Regions from separate parts of the Mus musculus genome. Here all the other regions are linked to region 1. The links are chromatin contacts, called in public HiCAR-type and promoter capture Hi-C maps. All regions are on one chromosome and are shown on one strand. Each heading gives the region's core, a stretch centred on a gene start, on an enhancer-like site or on the middle of the called end of the contact. The rest is flanking DNA. Distances are from core to core; before and after follow the strand shown.

What was found. Promoter capture Hi-C pulls out the DNA fragments that hold promoters and counts their contacts. HiCAR-type assays count read pairs that join an accessible place to other places.
Region 2: a promoter capture Hi-C map of liver shows a contact between it and region 1, with 2.6 times the contacts expected there. The contact joins the enhancer-like site here to the promoter of Dpagt1 in region 1. A contact is called at or near these places in 4 of 39 promoter capture datasets (3T3-L1-derived adipocytes, the C10 cell line and liver), 1 of 115 datasets of contacts at active chromatin or transcription factors (stem cell-derived neural progenitor cells) and 1 of 9 other capture datasets (adipose tissue).
Region 3: a promoter capture Hi-C map of liver shows a contact between it and region 1, with 2.2 times the contacts expected there. The contact joins the promoter of D630033O11Rik here to the promoter of Dpagt1 in region 1. A contact is called at or near these places in 6 of 39 promoter capture datasets (the 3T3-L1 cell line, 3T3-L1-derived adipocytes, cranial neural crest and 1 more).
Region 4: a contact with region 1 is called in a promoter capture Hi-C map of liver, with 2.5 times the contacts expected there. The contact joins the promoter of Bace1 here to the promoter of Dpagt1 in region 1.
Region 5: a contact with region 1 is called in a HiCAR-type map of astrocytes, with 4 times the contacts expected there. The contact joins the promoter of Rnf214 here to the promoter of Dpagt1 in region 1. A contact is called at or near these places in 3 of 39 promoter capture datasets (liver and pre-B cells) and 1 of 115 datasets of contacts at active chromatin or transcription factors (astrocytes).
Region 6: a contact with region 1 is called in a promoter capture Hi-C map of pre-B cells, with 2.5 times the contacts expected there. The contact joins the promoter of Sik3 here to the promoter of Dpagt1 in region 1. A contact is called at or near these places in 3 of 39 promoter capture datasets (hematopoietic stem and progenitor cells, liver and pre-B cells).
Region 7: a promoter capture Hi-C map of pre-B cells shows a contact between it and region 1. The contact joins the promoter of Bud13 here to the promoter of Dpagt1 in region 1.

Annotation. Positions count from the first base shown.
Region 1 is chr9:44,325,290-44,329,267 of GRCm38.p6, reverse strand. It overlaps Dpagt1 (dolichyl-phosphate (UDP-N-acetylglucosamine) acetylglucosaminephosphotransferase 1 (GlcNAc-1-P transferase)), which reads right to left and starts at 2,453. Exons shown (of 9, transcript NM_007875.3): 1 at 2,063-2,453; 2 at 1,596-1,716; 3 at 1,102-1,315; 4 at 131-277. The coding sequence starts at 2,229.
Region 2 is chr9:43,094,503-43,097,990 of GRCm38.p6, reverse strand. The region is part of intron 1 of Arhgef12 (Rho guanine nucleotide exchange factor (GEF) 12); the gene reads left to right. Among named protein-coding and RNA genes, the nearest start is that of Arhgef12, 9.5 kb to the left of the region's middle. Within about 2 kb of position 2,115, at least 55 of the 459 cell types and tissues checked have an H3K27ac peak or open chromatin away from gene starts, as enhancers often do. A contact at or near this core is called in liver, where this site is marked.
Region 3 is chr9:43,258,041-43,262,067 of GRCm38.p6, reverse strand. It overlaps D630033O11Rik (RIKEN cDNA D630033O11 gene), which reads right to left and starts at 2,189. Exons shown (of 3, transcript NR_168927.1): 1 at 2,009-2,189.
Region 4 is chr9:45,837,237-45,840,803 of GRCm38.p6, reverse strand. Bace1 (beta-site APP cleaving enzyme 1) reads right to left here and starts at 2,259. Exons shown (of 9, transcript NM_011792.6): 1 at 1,516-2,259. The coding sequence starts at 1,776.
Region 5 is chr9:45,905,240-45,908,971 of GRCm38.p6, reverse strand. Rnf214 (ring finger protein 214) reads left to right here and starts at 2,061. Exons shown (of 14, transcript NM_178709.5): 1 at 2,061-2,620. Pcsk7 (proprotein convertase subtilisin/kexin type 7) reads right to left here and starts at 2,403. Exons shown (of 17, transcript NM_008794.2): 1 at 1,933-2,403; 2 at 321-444.
Region 6 is chr9:46,010,530-46,014,318 of GRCm38.p6, reverse strand. Sik3 (SIK family kinase 3) reads right to left here and starts at 1,499. Exons shown (of 25, transcript NM_027498.3): 1 at 1,189-1,499. The coding sequence starts at 1,461. It also overlaps a transcript of Pafah1b2 not described here.
Region 7 is chr9:46,281,318-46,285,038 of GRCm38.p6, reverse strand. Bud13 (BUD13 homolog) reads right to left here and starts at 2,027. Exons shown (of 10, transcript NM_146000.2): 1 at 1,866-2,027. The coding sequence starts at 2,008. Zpr1 (ZPR1 zinc finger) reads right to left here. Exons shown (of 14, transcript NM_011752.2): 14 at 2,396-3,721.

The DNA of each region.
Region 1 (3,978 bases), core at 1,204-3,703:
TAGCTCCCATTCTAAAATCACTGTTGTCTTGTCATTCCCCACCCCTTACACACACACAAGAAACTCTCTAGAGTCATACCAGGCAATTCCCTTAACACCCAGACTTCTCCTTCTCCCCAATCTCACCTACCTTCCAGTTCCACCAGGTTGAAGACAATGATAGAAGCAGAGATGACTAGTGACTGACCGGCCTCTAGGCCATTAATGCCCGCCAGGATGTTGATGGCATTGGTACAGAACACTGCAAGCAGCCCCATGTAGACGTAGTACAGGATCCCTGGGGGACACAGCGAGGAGTAGGATTTGGATTTGTTTGTTAACAGAACAAAGCACAAGATGAATGGAACACCAGAAAGGATCCAAATAGGCAAGGTCTAGTAGCTCAGGCCTATAATTCTAACTACTTGGAAGGCTGGGACAGGAGGATTACCTGTTTAAGGCCTGCCAGGGCTAAATAAGTTCAAGGCAATTTAGTGTGTGACCCTGTTTGTTTTGTTTTTTAAAGATTTATTTATTTTTATGTATATGTATTTGTTATTTTATGTATACACTGTAGCTGTACAGATAGTTGTGAGCCTTCATCTGGTTGTTGGGAATTGAACTTAGGACCTCTGCTCTCTCAGGTCAACCCTGTTCCCTCAGTCCCTGCTTGCTATGGCCCAAAGATAAGTACACTGTAGCTGTCTTCAGACACACCAGAAGATGGTGTCAGATCTCATTACAGGTGGTTGTGAGCCACCATGTGATTGCTGGGATTTGAACTCCAAACCTTCGGAAGAGCAGTCAGTGCTCTTACCCGCTAAGCCATCTCATCAGCCCTATGACCCTGTTTTGTTTTTTTGTTTTTGTTTTTGTTTTAAATACAAAACAGAGACAGGAAAAGCTTTGATAATAAGTCTTAGTGCAAGCATGACTTCCTTGAAACAGGAAGGAAATAAGAGATAGGGAAGAAGGAGGGAAAAGAGAGAAAGTAGATACAAGGACAGAAAAGAAATGGTTGATGGGGATATGGACCACCAGGAGGGGTCCTCTATTGGGACCTCAGAGGCAAGGGTACCAGAAAGTAGGTGCCACAGGGGCAGTAGTGGCAAGGTTACTCACCCAAGTCCAAATGCAGGCCCAGAATCCAGCGGAAGGGCTTGGGCACCACGATGGTTGTATTGCCAAAGTTTGTGAAGTAGACCATGAGGAGAGGTAGTGAGGCAGCTGTGGGCAGCAGCAGCTTGTGGCGCCAGCGGAGATTGAGGACATCATCAGCAAACCCCAGGAAGATCATGCAGCAGATGGCAAGGAGGGCACCTATTAGGGCCACAAACTGGGGGAGAAGTGGGCACGTAATGACTCACACCTACTTCTACTCTGTCAAGAATTCCTGTCTTTTCCATTTTTTTTTTCGGAGTTGGTGATTGAACGCCGGGTCCTTGCACATACTCACATACTGAGAAAGCGCTCTACCACCGAGCTATATCACCAGTCCAAGAATTCCTGTCTCTATGGTTGTGGCCACAAGCATCCTTTTCCCAAATCCAAATAACCCCAACTCAAGTGCCCGGCCCCAGCCAGCCCGCTAATAACTTCCCCACTGGTGCACTTACTTCATGGTGGGGGAATGCCTTACACTGCTCCTCCACGAAGCAGTTCAGGAAGGGGAAAGGGATGAAGCAGAAGAGGATGATAAGGAAAACAGCACCGCTGATCACTCCCTGGGACTCTGGGCTGCGGCCCAGCGGGAAAGGGTGGAGGAGGAAGAAGAAAGGGGCGTGGTCACTCACAATAGTAGGGGTCCCAGTAAACCAAAGTGGCCTTCTCAGGATTTTGTTTGTTGGGGAGTAGGGAGAGCGTGCACAGGGCAAAGGATACCTACCCCTCTACAACTCCTGACACCCAACAGTTCCATTCCGTCCTTCCCAAGGATAGACAACTTTAATGACCTCCCAGAGTTCTGGGTGCCTAGGTTAGCTTTCCGGCTAGTGCAAAGCCAAGCATCTCAGTCCTTGCCCCTGTTCTGCACAATCCTGCCCCCCCCCCCCCCAACCCAGGACACTCGCGTGCGGTTACTCACATCTGCTGCTGGCTGAGCTTGTTGAGGTCCTGGCCACAGAGGCGCGCGGCGATAAAGTGGCTACGGAAGGCAGGGATGAGGGTGACTGTAGCCACGAATCCCAACAGCGAGCCGATCAAATTCACCAGCAGCGGCAGCGGCAGGGGCAACTCCGGGAAGGCCCACATGGTGACCCTCCGGTGGCCGCCGCCCCGCCGCCTACTCAGCTAACTGGTAAGCCAGGAACAATCCCGTGGCCTCGGCAGCCGGCAGTGCGGCTCCCAACCCGCAGAGGATTCCGGCGCCAGCGGGAACAAAACCCAGCTAGGACGCTAGGACCTGACCCTCCCTCCTGACCAGCAAGAAGCTCTTAGGAAGCAACCTCGGCTCTGCCCCGCTGCACCTACCCATTGTTTCCACCCGGATCTTAATTGCGAAAGAACTATCGCTGCTGAAGACCGAAGCACCATTTTTAAAACGGGCACTGTAGCCGGACCGGTAGTGTTATTTTAAACAAAGCTTTAGTTCTAAAGGAGTGGTACCATTAGCGTTTTTGAAAACTCAACTGAAGAAAATACAAGAACGTGGATACTCTCGAAACAATCATATTGTGCAGCTCAGAGTGGAAATAGGCTTTGCCCAGTTCCAACATGAACGCTTCCTCGTACCACGTGGCTGACACCGCTAGTTCTGTGGTTCCACGTCGTCTCCCTCGCAGGTCGGGTTTAAAGGGCTAGCAGCCTGAGCTTAGTCTGGGATGCCCTGGGGCTGGAAATATGGCTACTGAGAGCTGGCCGTGGTCAGGAAGAATGAGAGTGTGGAAGCACACCCGCTCTTTGCAGGAAAACTGTTGCCGACGTAAACACTGGTTCCAGAAACTCAGGAACAATCTGGAGGGTTTTTAAAACCTGGGAAGCTCAGACACTCGAAAAGCCCCTCCCGCCCTTTTTCTTGTTCATGATCCAGGTACTTTTCCCACAACCCACCCACCTTCTGCCTCCACTATAGCAGTTTGTTGCTGGGCAACCTACCGCTGCATTTCGCCAGGAGGAAACTGTTTGAGCTTTCAGGTCTTCGATTAAAGCAGGGATTAAAACTTGATGTTGGATCACAGCACTGTGCCAACGCTTTCCAAATAGACAGAAACCGACGCATTGCAAATAACTAACGAGGCAGGAGAGCTTGTCCATACCTCCAGTGAGCTTGTGGGTTTCCTCCCAGTCAAGTTTCTTCCTCCCAGTCACTTACTTGCCTTTTGACACCTGTACACGCTAGTAGTACAGCAGTTCACTGGAATATTGATCCCTTAGGTGGCAAATGTTTTCCTCAGAGAGGAATCCACCACAGAGAGTTAGGGAGTTGACAATAACATGGCGTTTTGTCCATCCCCTTTTGAATTACAGCATACTCCTAGAATCAGGGTGAAGTTGACACTACTTAGGTCAAAGAATTTCTTAAGGGCTGGAGAGTAGGCTCAGTGGTTAAGTCTGCTCTTCCGAAGGTCCTGAGTTCAAATCCCAGCAACCACATGGTGGCTCACAACCATCCGTAATGAGATCTGACGCCCTCCTCTGGTGTGTCTGAAGACAGCTACAGTGTACTTACATATAATAAATCTAAAAAAAAAAAAAAAAAAGCCGGGTGGTGGTGGCCCACGCCTTTAATCCCAGCACTTGGGAGGCAGAGGCAGGTGGATTTCTGAGTTCAAGGCCAGCCTGGTCTACAGAGTGAGTTCCAGGACAGCCAGGGCTACACAGAGAAACCCTGTCTCGAAAAACCAAAAAAAAAAAAAAAAAAAAAAAAAAAAAGAAGAAGAAGAAGAAGAACTTCTTAGGTTCCTTTTTCTGAAAGTCAGGTATTCAATGTCCATTCAACTTGGAGATGGCTCTTATTAACATTAAAAGCCCCATCTATGTCCCAAATACACTTTACTGGAT
Region 2 (3,488 bases), core at 866-3,365, 1.2 Mb after region 1:
GCCCTGGCCTCCAGGCACCTGGCTCACATGCAGGTGCCCTCCAGCAAGTGCATGTGTAATACAAATGCATCTCAGGAAACCATGAGGGTTATCACTCAGGACGAACTAGCAACAGAAGGAAGACTGTATTCCAATTACTATGTCATATCTAAGATTAAAGAACTCTTTAATGTTTTATTAGTAGACTTTTCTTTGATACTTATTTAATCCAATGCTATTTAAGTAGATATCCTTGATCTTTTGGATTTTGCTAGTAAGTTTTGAAATTGGAAAATAGTTTTATGTTTTTGACTTAGAATGTCTGGAGTATCAAAGGCAACCACGTGTGAGATGTTTGTGAGATACTTGTGGAGCTGACACCTGGCAGACTGTGTAGATCTGGATCTTGCAGAGTGGTATATGCTGGTGCTGAGGGTCAGCTGTTCTCAAAGTGCTTTCCTATGTGTTTTTGACTCTTAGTAGAAGAAGCACATTATGGTTCCTGTATTAAACTGACATGCCTCAGTGCAGCTGTGATTTCAGACTCAAAGCCCGAATGATTTTTAATGAATTCAAATGCTGATTCGTGGTTTTTAAAGTCTTAGTCAGGCCTGGGTGGCTTCCTTGTGTTTAGAGACAAGCAGATCTAATAGCCAGGGGGGGAAAAAGTCTTTCTGGCTTGGGACTGTAATAATAGTCACACAGCAATTAGAAATGCATAAGAGAATATGGTAGTGGCACATGGCTTTAATTCCAGCACTTGGAGGCCTAAGGCAGGAGAATCTTGAGTTCTAGACCAGCTCAGGTTGGATAATGAGAATGTATCTCAAAAAAAAAAAAGGAGAGAAGGAATGGAGGAGAGGGAACCAACTTACAGTTAGCCACTGATCACGTGGCCTCTTATTTTGACATTATAAAGTATATTGTTGTTACTAAAGATACTACTGTTAGACTATAATTTTATATATATATATATATTTTTTTTTTAAACCAGACGGAGCCTCATTTTTTTTTTTTTTTAGATGTATTTATTTATTATATGTAAGTACACTGTAGCTGTCTTCAGACACTCCAGAAGAGGGAATCAGATCTTGTTACGGATGGTTGTGAGCCACCATGTGGTTGCTGGGATTTGAACTCCAGACCTTCGGAAGAGCAGTCCGGTGCCCTTACCCACTAAGCCATCTCACCAGCCCCAATTTTATATATTATTAAATTTCAGTTTAAATAATTAATAAAGAGGATTTTGTAGATCTTCCATGGATTCAGAAAATGTCATTATTGCATAAAAGCAATATCATCTGAAGGCATTAACTTTGAAATTGATCACTTAATGCAGACAGTACCCACTAGAAGAGTACAGTGTCCCCAAATGTACATAAATATGTGCAGTACAAGCATGCTTTCTTGTAGATGTTTAGATAGGTTATGGGTCTTTCCTGTGTCAACACACATGCTGATCTGCTGTGGTTTGCCTGGTGTCTCTGTGGTTTACTCAGAGGAAGTGGTTCTTGTGGGTGAAGGTCTAGTCTTCTTGGAGATTGTTGGTGGCACATACACTGTCAGCTTATTTCCTGTTTTATTGGTTGCTTAGGCCAGACTTCTCAGGGTGACTACTCCTGAGGGGTATCTGTTTTGTGGGAGAAGGCTAGCTGATTGCAATGTAGTATAACACCCGTATGTCAGGTGATGCGAAGGCTACCTCAGTGTTTATAAAGTACTTTGAGAGTTTAGGATAAAAAGTGAGAAATGACTTGTAATTGTATTTGCAGGTTATTGTGATGTTCAGACATTGCTTAGCTGCAGTAGAAACATGTAATACAGTGTTAGTCTGGCACAGTTGATTTTTAAGATCATTCAAGTGGTTTTTAGTCACCACAAGAGTCATAGTTAGAAATGTTTCCTTTCTGAGACTGAGGGGATGGCTCAATTGGTAAAGTGAGGACCCGAGTTTGGATCCCTAGCCACCAGTGTAAAAGCTGGGGGGGGGGCACAGTGGTAATGTGTAGCCCCAGCACTGGGGTGGGGTAGAGACAGGCAGGTCTCTGGGGTTCATTTGTCAACTAGCGTGGGCAATGAGTAAACTCCAGGTCAATAACAGATCTTGTCTCTGGGCTTTCGAAATAGCACAGTGGGTAATGGTGCTTGTCACCAGCTTTGGAACCCACATGACGGAAGGTGAGAACCAAACCCCAAGAGTTTCCTCCAGCCTCCCCATGAGTGCCATGGCACCCAGGCTTATACACACCTGCACTGTAACACTCACTTATGCTTTCCCGGTGCTGTGACTCTCGTGGGTGTGTAAATGCACGAGCACGCACACACACACACATGCAGGTGTGGCAGAGATACCAAGAGACAATGAATATTATGAGTTTATGCTGTAAGGTCATCTTCCTGCTCTTTTGCCTCAATTTCCTCCATTGGTTTTCAGACACACTACTCAGAAATAACTGTATTTATTTCCTGTCATGGAGACAAGGTCTTGCCATATCTATCTATCTATCTATCTATCTATCTATCTATCTATCTATCTATACACACACATATACATATATATGTACATATATATACACACATACATATAGATACATATATATATACACACACACACATATATATAGAGAGAGACAGAGACAGAGACAGAGAGTGTTCAGAGTAATCTTGAACTCAGAATCCTCTTGTCTCTACGTCCTGAGAGTTGTAGTTAGAAGTGTACTACACTTTAGTTAGTGCAACACCATCCCTTGCTCTTAGAAATACTACAGAAACACAGCAACCCATCATTTTAATGTTCTGTTCATCTGTCCTGAAGTGGTAGATGTCATCTGCCAGCTTACTCAGAATTGCAGTGTCAGGTGTGGAGTGCCTGCATCATCACTTCCTGGGTCTTATTTTGGAACCTGGCTGCAGGAACATCCCCGTTTGAAATTCATGGTTACTGTGTCAGAGAGAAAGGACAAGGACATTGACGGACGCACATGCTGGCTTTTTGTTTTTTTGGTTTTTGTTTTTTTGTTTTTTTGAGACAGGGTTTCTCTGTGTAGCCCTGGCTGTCCTTGAAACTGGATCTATAGACCAGGCTGGCCTCAAATATCAGAGGTCTATCTGTGTCTGCCTCCTGATTGCTGGGACTAAAGGCGTGCACCACCACACCTGGCTGCATATGATGACTCTTAAAGCTTTTGTTCAGTCACATGTACATCAGATTAGCTCATAGGACATAGACTAGGACAAGGTAAGGTTCATTATCAGTGGGGTAGGGATGTACTCTGCTACAGGTGGTCACTGGTAAGGCGGTGTAATCTTTGTAAGGAAGGACTATGGGGGCTGAGTAAGTGGGGACAATAATGCAGCCTAGCACAGGAGGTGCTCAGTACACGCTTATTCTATAGGCTCTTAGTGTATGGGACAGGCTTATTAACATACAGAGTGTTATGTCAGCTCTGTGTTCCTGTCAGCTTCAACAGTGATCAGTGCATGGACTGTCTTGGTTTATCTCTCTCTTC
Region 3 (4,027 bases), core at 940-3,439, 1.1 Mb after region 1:
AGGCTGGTGACTGGCTCAAGGGTGATGACCCTGAATACCAGAGGGCTCCCTAGAGCTGGGGCATTATGAATAAGTGTCGTGTTTGAAGTCAGGAATGTCCCTGTGTGCAGTTCACCCTACTGAAACCAAGTGTGTGTGACAGTATTCTGTGAGTGTAGATGTATGCAGATAAAGACTGTGTGTGTGTTGGGGGGTGGGTACTATTTACAGAAACAGGATCCAACAGATATGGCAGTCCTGAAGAGATAGGGAAACTCTTTGGGGATAAAGGTATGTAGCATGTGCTCCAAATTCCCCCACACTCCAGTTCCTGGGTTTCCAGATGTCCCAGCCAAACTGTGCACAGATGTGTGCCTCAATGCTATAGCCATAAACAGACCTCCCAGGATTTTTCCAAAGGAAATGTGGAAATATTTTGGTGTCTGATCTGGGCAGCAGGGAAGAGTGGGGATGGGGCTTGAGACTGATGCTTCCAACCTGAGGGGCTGAGGAGGCTCCCACGAACCAGAGCCCAGAAGGCTCTGATGGCTTCCAGAGCACAGAAGGCTCTCATGGCTTCCAGCTCTACCGCCTCACTGGAGCCTCAACCCACTTTAAGAAAAGAGACCCAGCAGCTCTCCCAATCCCTCATCCCCTCATCCTCTCTACCTCCACCTCTGGACCTCCCCTCCACCCCACCCCTCCACCCCCTCCCAAACTCAGGATGAGCAGCTCTGCCCTTCTCTCTCTGTTCTCCACAGCACAGGCTGGAAGGCATCAGGCTCCAGGATGCAGCCTGAGCCCCCGCCCCAACTGCACACACTACCAACCCCCACCCCCACCCACTGCACACACACTCAACCCACCACACACACGCACACTGCACACACCACCAAGCCACCCTCCATACATGCTGCACACACACACACTGCACATACTGCACCCACACACACACACACACTGCACACACCGCCAACCCATCCCCCATACATGCTGCACACACACACACACACACACACACACACACACACACACACACACACACGCACGCACGCACGCACCACCAAACCCTACCCCACCCACACCCTCATTTTCTTTCTCATTTCAGTTAAGAGCCCTCATAGCCACCATGCGCATGCCCCCAGACATGCCAAGCCTTTTGTTATTGCTACACAAGTTGTTTGTGCTCACAAACCACACAAATTGCAGCTAACAGATGGCTCCATGGGTCAAGGACTTGTCACCAAGCCTGATGACCTGAGTTCAAGCCCTGGAACCCACGTGATGGAAGAGGAGACTGAACGTTGTGCTTGTGTGCTCTCTGTCTCTCTGTCTCTCTCTCTGTGTCTCTCTGTCTCTGTCTCTGTCTCTCTCTCTCTCTCTCTCTCACACACACAACATAGTAATTATTTTTAATTGCAAAAAATAGAACATAGCGTTTTAACTAAGTTTACAATTTGGGGGCTAGGCTGCATTCAGCTATCCTGTTGGTCAGAAGTTATTAAAAAAAGAATAACCCAGCCGGGCGTGGTGGCGCATGCCTTTAATCCCAGCACTTGGGAGGCAGAGGCAGGCAGATTTCTGAGTTCAAGGCCAGCCTGGTCTACAGAGTGAGTTCCAGGACAGCCAGGGCTACACAGAGAAACCCTGTCTCGAAAAACAAACAAACAAAACAACAACAACAACAACAAAAAGAATAACCCTTCAGCCTGAACCTGGTCCCTGGGCAGCTCTGTCACCTTGGGTAAAGCTTAATTCCACGTCTCACACCACAATCTCCTCATCTGTGAAGCAGAGAAAAACCAATCCATTTTCTGCTCACTGTGTTAGTGGGAAGTGGGACCCGAGAGGCCAGTGCTTAGAATTCGGAGGCTTTTCCTTCTCAGCGACCAGGGACCAATTCTCCCATGGTGGATCCAGATGACCATCAATCGCTTGTTCACTAAGACTCTTTCAAACTCTGCGTTTGGCTGCACTTGCTCCCTGGAGCCTTCCCCCTCAGTAGGCAGGGACAGAGGTTAGGACTCACCAGACACCCAGGGCAGGAAGGGCTCAAGTCATAAGTTCCATATGGGACTGTGCAAGAGGTGACACCGATGCCGTGGTGCAGACAGGAAGCTGCGCCTCCTTCACTCTGTTCCTTATTTTCATTATTTTCTTTATTTTCATTCATTTACCTGCTTCACTGGAACTGCTCCGAGAGCCATGACTCTATGCCAGACACTGCACTAGGCATTGGGAATTCAGATGATAGTGTGAATACAGGTGCAGTTACGTTCACAGCCTCCTGGAGGAAAATGACAGGTTCCCACACTGTGTGAGCCGTGCTGAGACAGCAGGAGCACTGGATGCCACTGTGAGGCACAGAGGTTAGCCTGCACCCAGCGAGGTGGGACAGGTCTCCCCTCAGACACTACAGGAGTCTTGCTGAGATGAGGGAAAAACACAGCAGTTTCTTGGTACCCCACAGCTTAGAGGGTGGCACGAGGAAAATACACCCGACAGAGAGGTTCCAGGGTAGGATAATTAATATTTTGCTAAGTGGGAAAATACAAGTTGTGATGCTCACACGCACGCGTGCGCGCACACACACACATACACACACAAAGCTCAGAGAAAGCAAACTGGGATTCTTCTCACAGAAATTAAAAAGAAGGGAGAGAGAGAGAGAGCAGTTAGAAGCAGTTACAGGCAATTCTGTGGCTGAAAGAGCATTCCCTACAAGATGAGGCCCACTCTACTACCGAGCCACACACTACCACCGTCTTAGGGTTTTTATTGCTGTGCAGAGACATCATGGCCACAGCAACTCTTAAAAAAGAAAACATTTAATTGGGGCTGGCTTATGATTTCAGAGTCCATTATTGTCATGGCGCAAGCATGCAAGCATGTAGGCAGACATGGTGCTAGGAATTCTATATCTGGATCTGCAGGCAGCAGGAGAGAGAGAACGTTTGGGCGTCTTCATTAGGGTTTTATCTCTGTGAATAGATGCCATGACCACAGCAACTCTTATAAAGGAAAACATTTAGTTGGGGCTGGCTGAGGGTTGGTCTGTCCTCATCATGGTGGAAAGCAGGGCAGCATAGAGGCAGCCTTAATGCTAGAGAAGTAACCAAGAATTCTACACCTGGATCTGTAGGCAGAAGGGAGAGAAGGGTGCAGACACTGGGCCTGCCTGGAGCATTTGAAGCCCACTTCCTCCGATAAGTCCACACCAATCCAACAAGGCCACAGCACTTAATCTTTTCAAATAGCACCACTCCCTAGAATCTATGGGATCATTTTCATTTAAACCACTACAACCACCAAGCTACCCCACCATACTACCACTGTGCCACCCTACTTCATAGCAGTAGCTACAAGACAAGAGATTCCCAATTGTCCATTCAGTAGGTAGGAAACCTACTTCTAGACACCTACCTCCTCCCCCAGAGTCTTACATTCCCGGGGAAATTGGCAGATCTCAAATTCATCTCCCCATCTGGAAGCTCCAATTTAATAGAAATAGGTAAAGGGTTAATATTAGCTAGGGGTGTAGCTCAGTTAGGAGAGAGCTTGCCTACCATTATGAATTTCCGATTCCTTCCCCAGCAACCTGTAAATCAGGCATGTTTAGACCACACCTCTAGTCCCACATCTAGAGAGGTAGGGCAGGGGGATCAGAAGTTAGGGTCATCCTTGACTCTACAGCAAGTTCAAGGGAGTTATTTTTTGTGAACTGTAGATATAAGTATAAAATATCCAAGGGACAGGTAAAGCCGAGCATGCCGTCATTCAAAGAGACCTGAGAGTGTCTCAAGGGAGCACTTAGTAGGTCCACCAGAACCAAAGTGATATCAGCTAATTTTGCTTCCAAACTCCTTCTAGATGTCCTTCCAGGCCCACCATTCCTCAGCAGGAGGTGTCTAGAGTTGGGCTTCTTCTCATAGAGAATATGTCAAGGGTAGAACTGCATTGTGGTGTAGAAGCACATAGTTTCAGGGAGTCCTCTTCACACTGCGGTCTCCAGAGTACGCTGGAGACAGACCTGAGGGAGAAGCCTGTG
Region 4 (3,567 bases), core at 1,010-3,509, 1.5 Mb before region 1:
GAGGCCCCATTTCCCATGTTTTGAAGAGAAGGCAATAGCCAACAAGAGTTATATAAGTTGCTTAAGGTCACACTGCTGGGAAAAGGGAAGGCTAGGGTGCTAGGCAGACCCCCAGATTCTAGCCTGTCTGACCCTAAAGTCCTTGTGGCTTTATCACAGATCTGTGCAGTTGCACAGCACGTCACTAGAGTCCCACGTCTCCACATGTCCCCTTCCCTGACATCTTACCTTCTCTTGGCTCAGACTGAACTCTAGCTCTGACTTGGCTCCGACCCCCGGATTCCATACGACTTCTGGGAAGTTATGGTGTACAGCAAAGAGGAGGGGTGAGTGGGGGAGACCAGGACTTCAGAGCTCCCAAAGCAAGCTTGAGTGGTATAGACCCAGCAAGTAACAAGAAAGCAGGGGTCTGTGGTTCTCCCATATCCAACTGCCTGAGTGAAAGGAAGTGTGACTGTCTCCTCCCTGACCCCAGCGCACACACTCCCATCTTTCCACACCCTCCGTGGACAAGCTTTGTGGACACGGTCCGGAGCCACTGAGGGTAGCTCACAGAGATACACAGGATCAGACTCAAGGTGACACACAGAAGCACACGCAGAATCACACTGCCACCAACCAGTACCCAGACTCGCCCACGGAGGTGGCAGATGCACTCAGAGAGGTCAGCCAGCAACCCCACATGGGCCATAGCTGACTCAAGCCCACACTCCCAGTCAGCACAGGTAGAGGACACAACCTCCACCAGCCACCCCAGGTACCTTGGAAACTGTTGGAAAAGACGGGAAAAGACAGGGAGAAGTCCCTTCCCATGGCTGTGTGCCCATCCGTCTCAGAACCCTTGCAAGGGGTTTCTGGCTCCCCTAGGCTTATCTTTCTCAGACTCAGTACAGCTCTCTTCTGGCCATGTTCTGAGGCATGGGTGGGGGAGGAGCTAGAGTGTAGAGAGTGGGGGTTGGGATAAAGGAGGAAGGGACTAGGGGAAGCCAGAGTCTATTGGGACTTGGAGGCTACATGGATGTTACTAAGACTCTCACTTTGTTGGCTTATGGCAGCCCAGACTTAGAGTAAGGGGCTGATTGATCCAACTGGTGCCAGGATTTTGGGTTCTCAAGAAGATGAAGGTGGGGATCTTAGATACCCCCCCCCCCCCCGCAACACTAGAGTAGGGGAGAGTGTGGAGATGGAATATGAGAGACTCCGGCCACTGACACCTGTTACAGTGTCCCCGTGCCTGGCCCTTCCCCAGGGTCAGCCACCACTGAAGTGCTTTCTTGGGCGTGGGGGGATGGGGCAGTGGGAGTGAGAGGTGAGTAGTCAGTCCTGGGGCTTGGATGCCAGTGAGAGGGGGCGGGAAATGGAAAGGCTACTCCCAACCGGATCCTGGAGGAATAGGAGCGGGCGGTCATTCTGCACCCACTAAACAAACCATTTTATCAGGGCAGGCTGCTTCATCTCTACCCTATCACCCCTCTACCATGCATGAAGGAGGGTTGCTAGATCTGACCACCTTACCGTCTGTGGGGGGCTGCCTACGGTCATCTCCACATAGTAGCCCTGGCCGGACTTTCCCCTCAGGTTGTCCACCATCTCCACAAAGCTGCCTCTCCGGCCAGGCTCCTCCGATTCCTCGTCGGTCTCCCGGGGCAGCCTCAGGCCCAGGGGTGGCCCTGCCAGGCCGCTGCGAAGGGGCAGCCGGATGCCGAGATGGGTTCCCTGGGCAGGCAGCATTCCCGAGCCCACCCATAGCAGGAGCCAGTGCAGCGCTGGGGCCATAGTGAGCCCGGGCCTTGTGGTCCGGTTGGTGACTGTCCCTCTTGCCTGCCCCTAAGTCTGGGTGGTGGTGGCTTCTCTCAGGAGAGCGGCCTCGGCGGCATCAGGACTGCAGAGTCTGCAGGCCCCTCGCTCAGTTCCCGGTCCAGGCGGCGGAGAGTGGGCAGGAGAAATCCGTAGCGCACGAGAGGAGACGACGATGGCGATCCAGGGGACCCAGCTACATCTGGACGCCGGCCGCCAGCGGGGGGATCGGGCCCCTTGTGGGGCTGGGAGGGGCGGGCATGGCTATCCGAGCCCGTAGCTTTCGGGGTCTTCCAGGCGGGCTTTGCAGCTTGGGGACCGACAGGGACTCCGGGCTCCTACGGCTGCGTCGGCTGCTCAGGCCACCATAATCCAGCTCCCAGCTCCCAGCACCTAGGCAGGCTGGGGAGGCGGAAAGGCTTGTGGCGGTGGCTGTCAAAGCCAAAGGGTTTTTGCTTTTCCCTGGGATCTCTGGGAAGTGTAGTCTTCCCATGGCAGACAGCCCAGCTTCCGGAGCTGAAAGGGGTCTGGGATGCCCTCTGCCGAGATGGAGTTCACTCTGCAAGACCCTAGCGGGAAAGCATTTCCTTAGCTCTAGCAGAGCAAGAAGGAACCAATATCATACACTTCTCATCTGCTAGTCCTTCTTTCATTATTTATTTATTTATTTATTTATTTATTTATTTATTTATTTAGGGTACAGGGTCCTGCAAACATACAGTGTAGTCTAGGCTAGCTTCAACTTTGATGCAATTCTCCTGCCTCACTTTCCTGAATCAGCATTGGTTAACACCCCCCCACACCCCCGTGCGCACCCTGTCATGCATGCCAGCCACTTTACCCCTGCACAGGAGTAGAAAAAGAAGCACAGATCCCAAAAAGAGATTAACCGGGGAGAACTGTGATTCTTGCCACAGTGTGATGTTAAGAATTTTGGGGTAAGCTGGAAACCTGCCTCAAAAAACCAATAAATAGAGCTGGGCGTGGTGGCGCACGCCTTTAATCCCAGCACTTAGGAGGTAGAGGCAGGCGGATTTCTGAGTTCCAGGCCAGCCTGGTCTACAGAGTGAGTTCCAGGACAGCCAGGGCTACACAGAGAAGCCCTGTCTCGAAAACCAAAAAAAAAAAAAAAAAAAAAAAAAAAAAGAAAAAAAAGAATAAAATAAAAATCAATAAATAAAATAAAATAAAACAAAATTTGGGGGTATACCCCGGATGTTGAGGCACCTGCCTTTAATCTCAGCAGGAGAATTTCTGTAAATTCAAGGGCAGTTTGTTCTACATAGGTAGTTCTAGGACAGCCAGGACTGCATAGAGAAACTCTGCCTCAAAAAAGAAACAAAAAATGGGCAATCTAGAAGAGGTGACCTTAAAATTGGAAGTGTTTTCAGGAGCAGAGGCTGGAGGAGCAAGGTGAAAGGGACGAGAGTATTCCAGTCAACAAACCAGTCACTGGGATCCGACAGGGAGACCTGCCGCCTCTTCTGTTCAGAGCATTTAACCTGCCCCAGCTATGAGGTGGCCACCTCTTCTATGCCTGAATCCCTTTGTCTTTCTTTTGTTTGTTTGTTTTGGAGACAGGGTTTCTCTGTATAGCCCTGGCTGTCCTGGAACTCACTCTGTAGACCAGGCTGGCCTCGAACTCAGAAATCCGCCTGCCTCTACCTCCCAAGTGCTGGGATTAAAGGCGTGTGCCACCACCCCCCGGCCCGTTTGTGTCTTTGATGGTTTCCTGTCACGAATCCTCATGACCCATCTGATTACTTCCCA
Region 5 (3,732 bases), core at 812-3,311, 1.6 Mb before region 1:
GCTTGCTTTGGGCTGCTCATTCAGTTACTCCAAGTACATATCACTCCCATGACTGACAACATCAGGACCCCTCCTCCTCCTCCTCCTTCTCTTCCTCCTTCTTTTTTAAAAACATGATCTCACTATGTAGCTCTCTCTGGCTGTCCTGGAACTCACTATGTAGACCATCAGGCTGGCCTCAAATTCACTGAGATCCACCAGTGTCTACCTGGGATTACAGGCATGAGCCATCACACCCAGCTCTATCTCCCTCTTATTTACAGACAACATAAGTCTTTTTCCCAGTGGACTTCTATCTCCCATTGTGGAGCCATTCCTACCTGGGCTCTCTGTGAAGTTTAGGTCCTGGCCTGGGTAACCATACCACACTCATCTTGTGAAAATGGAGGGAGATGTCACCTTCACTGTGAGCAGTGAGTGTCGACTGGGAACACAGCTGCAGACCTGTGGACCCCAAGTACAGAAACAACAACAAAAAGGTGTCCCACTAAAGCCAGCAAAGCAGAAACTAAAGTGAAGGCCAGGCCTGACCAGTGACCAGTGTTAAATGTCATTTCCAGGGATCTAAAACAGGCCACAGACTAGGAGACATTCATCACAATAAGGCCACACCAATACAGAACCCAGATACCCCACTTCTTAACCTATCATGTTATTTTCATTTGCTTCTTTAAGGGCTTAGCAAGACCTAACTGTCAATCAGGGAGAAAGCCAGATAATGGAAATAAAATGTAGTATAAGTGCATGTGGGTAACTGGGAGAGAGGAAATGACTGGCAAGAAGGACTAAGGAGCTGGCCCCGTCTCACCAAGTTGGATTTTCAGTGAGGGCACAGGCTCCAGCCCTGTCTTCAACCACTCAAAGGGGAAAAAACCCCACCAAATTAGAACTTTCGAGCAACTGTGGGGGCAGGAACAAGGCACATGTGGGGTCTTGAGCTCATTTAAAACTCACTACTGTCTACCAAGCCCACACTGCAGCAGTCTTGGTGTCCAGACATACACTTGGATGGTACCGACTTAAAACATTCTGGAAAGACTGTTTTACCAAAGACTCCTTGGACCTCCCTTCCTCTGTATACCAGGCTGGCCTGGAACTCAAGAGAGCCAGCCTGCTTCCGCTTCCAGAGTGCTGGGATAACAAAGGTGTGTGCCACCAACATCCGGCTTAAACAAGCTTTCTTTATATAATAAAGGTTGGCTGAGAACTCTTGCTTCCACCCCTTTACTGCTGTTATTATAGGTGTGGGCCACCATGTCCTTAAGTTCCATGGCATATTTCCTATTACATTCTTCCTGCCCCTGGGGCTGCTTCAATTTGGCCCAAGATACCCAGGTGTCTTCCCTAGTCTGCATATAAGTAAATCCAAAGTCTGGTTTGATAGCAGCCATCCACTCAGGCAGGCTCCTACAATCTCTGTAGGTTCCAACAGAGATTTCTGGAAGAGAAACCGAGTTTTGTTTTTGTTTTGTTTTGTTTGTTTGTTTGTTTTTTTCTCCCTGTGGTCCAGAGGCACAGCAGCACTTATTCTCAGACCTCTGAGCAAGAAATCTTAAGCACTTTCTGAAAATAGACTCCCATCACCCTCAACTAAGGTAGACGGGCACCTTTCCTGCTCAAGATTCTGCTCTTAAACCACCGTCCTTCAAGCCCCGCCTCCCCACTCACAGGAACCAGGGTCTGTACAGAGTGAGTTTTCTGATGCCCCCACTCCCACGCGGACTCAGCTGCTCCGTGCAATGTGCCTCTCTCTCCTTAGGACCGATGCTGTCCGGAACCTACGACCCGGAGACCCGGTCCCTCTGGGGTCGCCCACGCCAGGACCCAAGGTGCCCTCAGCGAAGGACCTCCTCCGCAGACGCCGACCAGCCCCGGTCCATGGTCCCCCGTATATCCGAGGTCCAGCCTCCACTACATTTCTTCCCGACTCACCCACAGCCTCTGTTGCTACTGTCGCTGCTGCTGCTGCCGCCGCAGCCCCCACCCTACGGAAACTCTCGGCTTCCCCGGAGCCGGAGGCGCCACTGACAGCGACATCACTTCCGCCCGGCGCCGCAGCCAATCAGCGGCTGGGCCTGCGGCCTCTTGACCAGCGGGCCGAGCTCCGGGCGCTCCGCCGACAGCTTCTGTCACAGGCCCGTGAGGGCTGTGGGAGTTCCGGCGCCTCGAATCCTCGTGTCCTCCGCCACAGGACCCCCTCCGCCACAGGGCCCTCGTCCTTCATGGCGTCCTCTGTAAGGACCATCCCGGTTCCGACCTCTAAACACCCCTCGCGGCTCTTCTCCGTCGGACTGCCATAGCCTTGACTCTTCCCCATAAACTCCTCAGAGAGGCTCTCGCCTCCATCCGGCCGCCGTCTCTCTGGCCCGCGTGTCCCTCGGGCTCCGCTTGGGTCTCAGGGCTGGTCCCCTCAGCGGCTCCGTTGTCCGGTCGCTGTCCGCGCCTGCCGCCAGAGGGCGCCGTCGGTGGCGGCCGCTCACCCCGCGGGTTCCGCTCCTCTCGCCGCCCCGGCCTCGCCCCCTTGCGCTCGCGCCGCCGGAAGTGGGAGGTGCCGCGCGCGGGCCAGCGCTCGACCCCTCCCCCAGGCTTGGCCGCCCCCTCCCCCGCTCCGCCCGCTCAGGTGCGTCCCTTCCCTCCCCCCCGCTTGGCTCCCCGGGGGCGCGGCGCGGGAGGTGTGTGCGGGGCGGCGCGCGCGGGTCGGGACGGCGGGACTAGGGGGGCGCGGCGGAGGAGGAGGGGGCGGCGGGGAGGGGGCGGCGGGGACAGGGGCGGGAGCCCGGCCTGGGAGTGGGACGGGAGCTGGCGGCCGGTGAGGACGGAGGGGAAGGGGTGGAGGTGGCGCTGGCCAGTGCCAAGGGCCAGCGTAGCGGCAGCTCCCTGTGAAGAGTGGCGGTGACCACCCGGCGCAGCTTCCCCCCATTGTCCCCTTCTGCGTCGCCGCCTGACTGGTGACCATCACTGCCTTGCGGGATTCCCTTGGGCACACTGGGCTCTTGAGCCAGATGTGCGACCCCACCCCCCATCCCTCTCGTTTGGGGCTCTAGCTGCGGAGTTTCACGTATGACCCTTGCCCTAAGGTTTTCGTTTACTGGGCATCGGTGACCCAGACCTTGTTCCCTGTTGGAGGCAATGATCTCGACCCTATTGTAGGCAGACTGATTGCATCCGAGATGCAATAATGGCGTTTCAGGGCCCATTTTCACCTAGGAGCTTTTTATTATGAGAGGAAACTGAGGCACTGAGCTGTGACTATTGATTCAGCCCGACTCGGTATCTGCTCTTGTGCATTCTTCTGGGTTCAGAGATATTCTATTCATGGGATGCTGTCAAAATAAAAGCAGGAATGGGAACTAATCCTACTTTTACCACCTAGTTTTTCTTGTTACCATAGAAGGCCGAGTTTATTTTGCAGCAAAAAAGATGCTCTTAAAAATAAAAATGTAAAAAACCGTCTTCTTGGGTTCCCTTACTTGAGTTACCATGTTTTTCAACATCTCCCTTTTCTCCTGGAGTAACTGAGTAGTAGCCTGTGACTCAATGGTAACTTGTTAGTGGGGCGTTGGCAGATACCAGACATTCCCATCTGTAGGAAAGGAATACTGTCAGGCTAAAAGACACCCCACAGAGATGGTCCGGGGTGACTTGTTCTTGGAAACACCTCACATAAACCCTATCACTTAAATTAATAGAGAATGCTTTGACTGCAACAGCCAAAAGGGATTTAAACATATT
Region 6 (3,789 bases), core at 250-2,749, 1.7 Mb before region 1:
GGCCAGGGGGAGGAGGGGAGGGGAGTCCTGGGTCTCCCGGAGGAGCATGCTTAGGTAGTAAAGGTTTTTCATTAGCCAGGCGGAAGAAAAACTCAAGCTACTGTTTTAAATATAAGGAATGACTACTACGTTAAAAGTATCCATTTAAGTGAGGTATTGAGCAAAGACGAGTTGGGAATTCAAATGGGTTTTGTGGCTTCCATCAAAACTGAATGATTTTCCTTGATACTCTCAATGAAGAAAGATAGGTAAAAGTGCTACCCTCTGAGTCCTTTAAAAAATATACTACATGCGTATACATACATGGTTTCCTAACTGACCTTGGCCAGTTTCACTACTACAGCTCCTCAAATCCCTTGGGAACCAAAGGGCCCAAATGAGTGGAATTCTGTCGTGCCAATCCCACGGTTCCCTTCCCTACTGAAAAGCCCACCCCGAGTTCTAAAAAGCCCACCATTTCAGACCCTCTGACAACTAAAAATAACCAGCAAACCATCTTATCCTAAATTGTTTAACCCTTGGTTAGCTAGTGTCACCAGGAACCCTGAGCCTTGGGACATCTGGTCATGGGTCCATTCCATTTTTTTCCCCCTTATTTCCCTGCTTTCTTCACTGACTCTTCCCATAATCAAGTATACTTCCTCAGGCTTACAACTGACACCATCTCCCCGTCTTAAATAATCAAACGTGGATTCCTTTCTCTGGTATAGGTGCCAGGTCCTTCTCTTCCCGGTGTCTTGCACCCCACCGCACACCCTCAGCCCCATGCCCCAGCCGTCCTGGGAAGCCTGAGGCAGCCAGTTTGCGCGTCTCCCCCATCCTGTGGTCCACATTTCATATGCCCCTGCCCTCGTTCTGATGGTTTCCTAATTGCTGGTTCCGGAGTCTTCCTGGCGTGCAGTCCGCCGGCCCCCAGAGAGTTCCAACGCCTCCTTTCCAGTCACCCCCCCCCCCCGACCCTGCGCACAGCCCTGGGGACCTCTCCGATGTCCAGCTGCTAAGTTCCCGGAGCCCCCCCTTCCGGAACCCCTCCGCTCTGAGGTCCCTGCCTTCTCCCGCCAGCACCGGTCCCCACTGCTGACCCTGACCCGAGCCCCGGGGAATCGCGGACTCCCCTGGCCCCACCGCCCTGCTGCAACGCCCCCCGGGCAGCGCAGCCCGCAGCCGCGCGGTCCCCAGCGCCACTACCTTGGCCTTGGTGACGAGGTGCGTGGCCCGCTTGACCACAGCGAAGTTGCCCTTGCCGATGGTGCGGTCGATCTCGTAGTAGCCGATGCGAGCGGCCATCGACCCGCGGGAGGCCGGGGCTGTGGGACGCGCCGGGACGGCGGCCGGGGGCACTGCGGCGGGGGCTGCCGGGGGCCCCGCGGCGGGCGGAGGCAGCAGGCGGCCGGCCGGCCCGGCTCCCCCTGCTCCGGCCACGGCAACCCCGCCAGCTCCGCTCGCCGCCGCCGCCGCCATCTTGTTGTGCAGTGAAACCTCCGGGGCCGCGGGGAGCCGGCCGGGGGGGAGGGGGCGCGGGGGGGCCGAAAGAGGGGGGTTGCCGACAGACGTCACTCCGGGAGGCGGGGCTCCCGCGCCGCCGGGCGCCCGACGCCATGGCAACCGCGCGTCACGTGCGGACGCGCGTCACTGCCCGAAGCCATGGCAACCGTGACCTCACCGGGCGAGCTCGACCTTCCCGCGTGGGTCCCTGTTCCTGAGGCGCCGGCTCCCTAGTGCCCCCCTCTGGGGAACAGGCATTGAAAACGTCGAGGGTCAGCAGCAACTTCTAAGCTTCCGCCGCGCCTAGCGAGGTAGGGATATGAGATGGGGAGACCCCAGAACCAGACTCCCGATGGCCCCTGGTTCGCTGATGGGATCCCTGCTCCGACCTGTGTCCCAGTTCAGTCATCACCAAACCTCCCTTAAAAGGATTTCCTCGTCACCAAAAATACCAGCCTTGTCCCACTTTAGCCCTGGAGGCCACAGAGGCAGGAATAGCTACAGTATTTAAGCAACTGTAACCAAGTTGGTAGCAAGGCAGGGGAATTGTTCAGCAAAAACTCTTACAAAGCCCAGCTCACTTCGTACAATCAATCTAATAAGTCATCGAACACAGAAGAGTGCGGAAATTAGAGTTTGCATATTCAAGGATGTTGAACCCATCCCAAACATGCGTTCCAGTCTTTGGGTGGGTGAGGGCCAGAAAAGGACCGTCATTTTCCTTCCTGCCACCCCTGACTCGGAACAATTCTCCAGCCAGTTGGTCAGAATCTCTTCACTCGTTTTCTGTTGCTGGGTTAGTACTGGTGAAGTGTGTTGCATTCAGGGCCACGTCATGCTTAAAGATGAGCAATCCGTTAAGCAAAACGAGTAACTAATATAAATTCCATCCCTACTAATGACTCTCCAAGGACATTAAGAGTGATCAAATTAATAACCCCTGCAATAAAACTCATATCCCTCTTTCTTCCCTCCTGTTATCTGACATTCCACATCCTGGGCTGTAACTGAGCCTCTCCCCCTCCTCCTTCCTTATTAAGTAGATTGATTTATCTGCCTCTGGTGGGGATAGGAAATTGGGCTGTAAAGGAGAGATAGCCTTTGGTCCGTTAGAAAAGGAAGGAAGAAGGCTGTGTGCATTCCTCTATATAATTGTATCTCATGTATCCAGTGCTATTCTACCCACACCTGTATCTCCCTCCATGGCACAGGAGTATTGTCACATCTCTGTGCAGTATCAAAAAGTGACATCCAGGTCACTGGGTATGTGAGAAAGGAAATACATGCTTACCCTTTCTGACCACAGGTCTTTCCCCAATGTTCTGATTCCCCCCATGTGACATAAGTAATGGCTGGGTCTAGGATGGGACAGAGGGGTCATCCCACAACTGCCTTGAATCAGTTCCCTGGTGGCTATTTCAAATTGCCAGCACAATTAACACTAATTGGCTCCTTTACAAGCAAATAAAGACAGGGATGAAGTGGACCTTGCTTCTTAGGCTGCTTAAACCTATTCATCAAGTGAGATTACGAAATCTGAGATGAATGATTGGGTGTGGCCCTTACAACTTCATGGCCCTTGCTGGAATCTAGCAAAGCCAATAACTTAGGGGCTGGACCTCAGAATGAGGTTTACCATCTCCCTGGAGGTGGGGAGCTCTCCTGGTAAGACAAAGAAAAACAAGCTTTCTCTCTGGAAGGCTTAGAATCAGTACTGAAGCCACTCTTGTCTAGGCTGTGCACCCAGAGTGTCTTCCACTCTTAGACATTTAGACATAATTGGAAAATTTGTTTGTTTTGATCAAATTCTCTCTTCTTCTTCTTCTTCTTCTTCTTCTTTCTCTCTCTCTCTCTCTCTCTCTCTCTCTCTCTCTCTCTGAGACAGTCTCTCTCCATGTAGTCCTGGATATCCTGGAACTGAATACGTAATCAAGCCAGCCTCAAACACACAGATCCACCTGCCTCTGCTTCCCCTGTGCTGGATTAAAGGCTTGTAGCTACCACACCCACACCCAGCTAAGCAAAGTTTCATTTTGCCCTGGCTGATTTCAGAAGTTCTGGGTAACCAAGGACAACCTTGAATCTGTGATCTCTCTGCTTCCACTTCCCAAATACAGGAGTTACAGGTGTGCTCGACCTGTCTTTTTTTGGGTTTTTTTGTTTTTGTTTTTGTTTTGTTTTGTTTTGTTTTTTCGGTTTTTCGAGACAGGGTTTCTCTATATGGCCCTGGCTGTCCTGGAACTCACTCTGTAGACCAGCCTGGCCTCGAACTCAGAAATCCGCCTGCCTCTCCCACCAACGAGT
Region 7 (3,721 bases), core at 778-3,277, 2.0 Mb before region 1:
TTTTGTTCATCAAGGCTTCTTCAACACAACTGTCACAGGAGGTATTCAGCCCTCCACACCCATGGACTTCACAACTGCAAACTCAACCAGGGGAAAAGGAATGGCCAATGTATTAAACAGATAGACTTTCTTTAGTTACAATGGCCTATATAACGTAACTACTGGCATACTACCTAAGCTGTAGTGGGCTTTTAAGTAATTAATCTAAGGATGATTTAAAGAGGATGTGAATAGTTGACATGAAAATAGTGTATCATTTTGAGCTTCAGGAACCAGTGCCCCAATTACTGTAAGGTGGTGGCAAGCCAATAAATAAATGTGTGCCACACAGATGAACTGTGCTGCAAGGAGGAGGTTATTTGAAATGCCAGGAACACATGACACAGCTTTAATCACAACAACCATTTCAGACAAGTAGTAAGGGGCTGGGACTTCAGGCTCAGAGAGATGAACATCTCTCTCTTTTTTTTTTTTTTTTTTTTGGTTTTTTGAGACAGGGTTTCTCTGTGTAGCCCTGGCTGTCCTGGAACTCACTTTGTAGACCAGGCTGGCCTCAAACTCAGAAATCCGCCTGCCTCTGCCTCCCGAGTGCTGGGATTAAAGGCGTGTGCCACCACGCCCGGCTGAGATGAACATCTCTTGCCCTGGACCACTCAGGCTATAAGTAGCACAGCTAGGATTCTAATTCTAATCAGTATTGCTCCAAAGCTTAAACTTTCCCCCTGCATGCCATTGCCCCTTCTTCCAGGGACATCAGCCACACTGAATTCAACACCACCTTAACTGAATATAGGCTCATCTTAACTGGTAACACCACAAAGATTCCATCTATAAATGAGGTCATGCTCAAGCTCTAATGAAGAGAAGTGTGGAAATGAGGGACTAATTCGACCCAGTTCAATGGACCATACGGTAATAATACTGTTAGACCATGATACTGCCCCACAGAGAGGGTGAGCCACACTTTGTATCCTATCTAGTACTCTCTTTAAGCTGATAAGCATTTAGTAGACCTGGGGGTGGAGTGTGAGAATGGAATTAGCCCCCAGAGTTTCAACTTTCTATCCAAAATAGCACCTTCAGTAAGCTGCTAAACTTAGGGCTGCTGCTCTAAAGCCTACAAATACAGACATTTCCTTTTGTTCTGTAGGTTGATGTTGGATATCCTAACCCAACCTTTCCAGATTCCAGTGGCCAAGTTACTAATGGACATTTCATCTGAACTCTGTCTCAGCACATCTCTTTGCAATCTGGAAGTATAGTGTTTAATATAAATGTCTGCTCCATTACAATGTTCTGAAAGCTATATGGTCAACTATTTTAGAAAGAGGCCAGGCACAGGATGTGAACTGTTCCCATTTTAGTTGTTACTGTTAGTAGTAGATGTGAGTAATAGGATATGGGTCTTTGATTCCAGATCAGTTCCTGGCACTTTGGAACCCTCAGAAAGAGATTTTTGGATCTAGAAAGAAAGAAAGAAAGAAAGAAAGAAAGAAAGAAGAGGGAAGAGAAAAAGAAGAAGGAAAGAAAGAGAAGGGAAGGGAGAAAGAGAGAAATAAAGTGAGAAAGAAAAAGGTTTGAATCAGCTTTGCTATTCTTGGACACGACTTTCAATCTGTACATGGAACGACGTAAGCTACAAACGCGGGGAGAAAGTGAGTTAAGTTCTAGCTGCCTTTAACACAAGGAAGGCGCTGCTCAGAGGATGAGGTCTGAGCTGCCAGTGGCAGCTACAATCCCGCCCCGGGGCAGTGGAGCGGGGCCTGAGCTCGGGCCGGGGTCGGCAGCACCGCGCGGGCCAGGACGAGGAAGAGCTGCGGCCGAGGGCGCCACCGGGCAGCGCGACACCTCACCAGTCCACTCACCCCTTGCCGCCAGCGCCTCCAGGCTTCGGCCGTTTTTTGCGCCGCTTGCGACCGGCCTCGGGACCTCCTTCCAAGCCAGCATCTGTCCCAGACAAGTAACGCTTCAGATACTCAGCTTTGGTGAGTGGCGGAGCTGCCGCCATGGCAGCGGCGAGGGCGGGGCAACAGCTCGGCGTGGGGGACAAAATTCTTCAACGCGAAACGGTAGGGGTGGAGCCAGAAGCGGAAGCTTTAGGACGGGGACTTTTTGAACTGCTGGACTTAAAGACTTGAGCCTTAAGAGGCTCCAGGGGAGAGTGCGTGCATCTCGGGCTGGCTGTGCTTTTCCTGAGACGACGAATCGGTGCAACAGCCTGCAGCCCACGCTGTCTCAGCTGAGAAGCCACAGGCCGATGTAACATGATCCTACCCTGGCAGCATCAGCGCCAGAGTAAGGAAGAACACCTGTATGAATGGTGGGACTTACCATAGCTGTACCACTAGGGGCACATTCTTGAGCAGCGTTTTAATAATGGACGCTGTACCAAACGTTTCAATTTCAATCACTTTTATTGCTATAAATACCTTTTGGTGGGAAGTCTGCTGGAAGAGGCTTCCGGGTACCATTTAGGGGAAGTCAAACTTGTGACTATAAAAGTTTGATAGGTTTTTATCAAACCTGTACTGACCTTCTCACCTTTGATATGTCTTTCTAAAAAATGATATAAACTCTTCCCAGTGAAATGGATTCGTGGTCAGTGTGGCAAAGAAACCAGGAAGATTCTGGAGTTTCTTCTATAAAGGGTTAAGTGTTTTATGACTTCTCACTTAACCCTCACAATTTTTTTTTCTTTCATCCAGCACCGAGGATTAAACCCAAGGCCTTTTGCACATGGTATGCAGGAGTTCTATAGAACTACATCCCCACTCTTTTGAATGTTGAAGATCTAAATTGCCTAAGCTGCCCCTGAATTTGTTAGCCTTCCTCCTCAGCCTCTCAAGTGGCTGGACACCATGACCTACCCTTCAGTTTTATTAGCCTCCTTTATAGATAATAAGAACTTTCGGGTAAGTACAGGAACCCACACATCTTCATACTGCCTGGCTCTAATTTTTGCTAGCAGAGGCCAAACAAGGATGGTGCTGGTTATCCAGTTTGAATTCGTTTTGTCTTGAATCAGGGTTTTTCTGTGTAGCCCAGGCTGTCCTGGAACTTCCTCTGTAGACCAAATCGGCTTCAAACTCATAGAACCACCTGCCTCTGCTGGGATTAAAGGTGTGTGCCACCCTGCTTTTCCAGACTGCTTTAAGCTGCATGAGAACAGCTAGACTCCACACAGGTGTACCTGGCTCAGAGCAGACAGGATGGCCTATTGGAGTGAATCAAATGCTGCCTCTACAGCAGCCACCTCAAGAAAGATTTGCTTAGGAAACTAAACTGGTTTTTCCTTCCTCATTTCTTTTCATGAAGACGGACTCTCACTGCATGGCCCAAGCTGTCCTCAGTCTCCTCGGAGCTGAGTGTGACTCAGTGTGACCCAGCTTAGTCTAGCACATGGTAATCAGTAAGGACATGAACGCAGAGGCGGGTGTCGTTTAAAGGCCATCACTTTAATGTGGCGTCTTCACCTGTGCCTGCTCGGCCCCTCCGACATCCTTCCCTGCTGAGTCAGTACTTCACATGCCCAGAGCCAGCAGAAACTTGTATTTCACTTCCCCAGACTTCAAAGGTCCAGCACTGGAGGTCAGAGAGCTGACAGGCAAACGGTGATGGCAGACCGCCTGGTGTTTCTGGGATTCTTCTCACGCCGACTTTAAAACCTCCAAAAGAAGGTCAAGGAGCACAGTAGGGCTGCAGCTGCCTCGTCCGTCAGCTG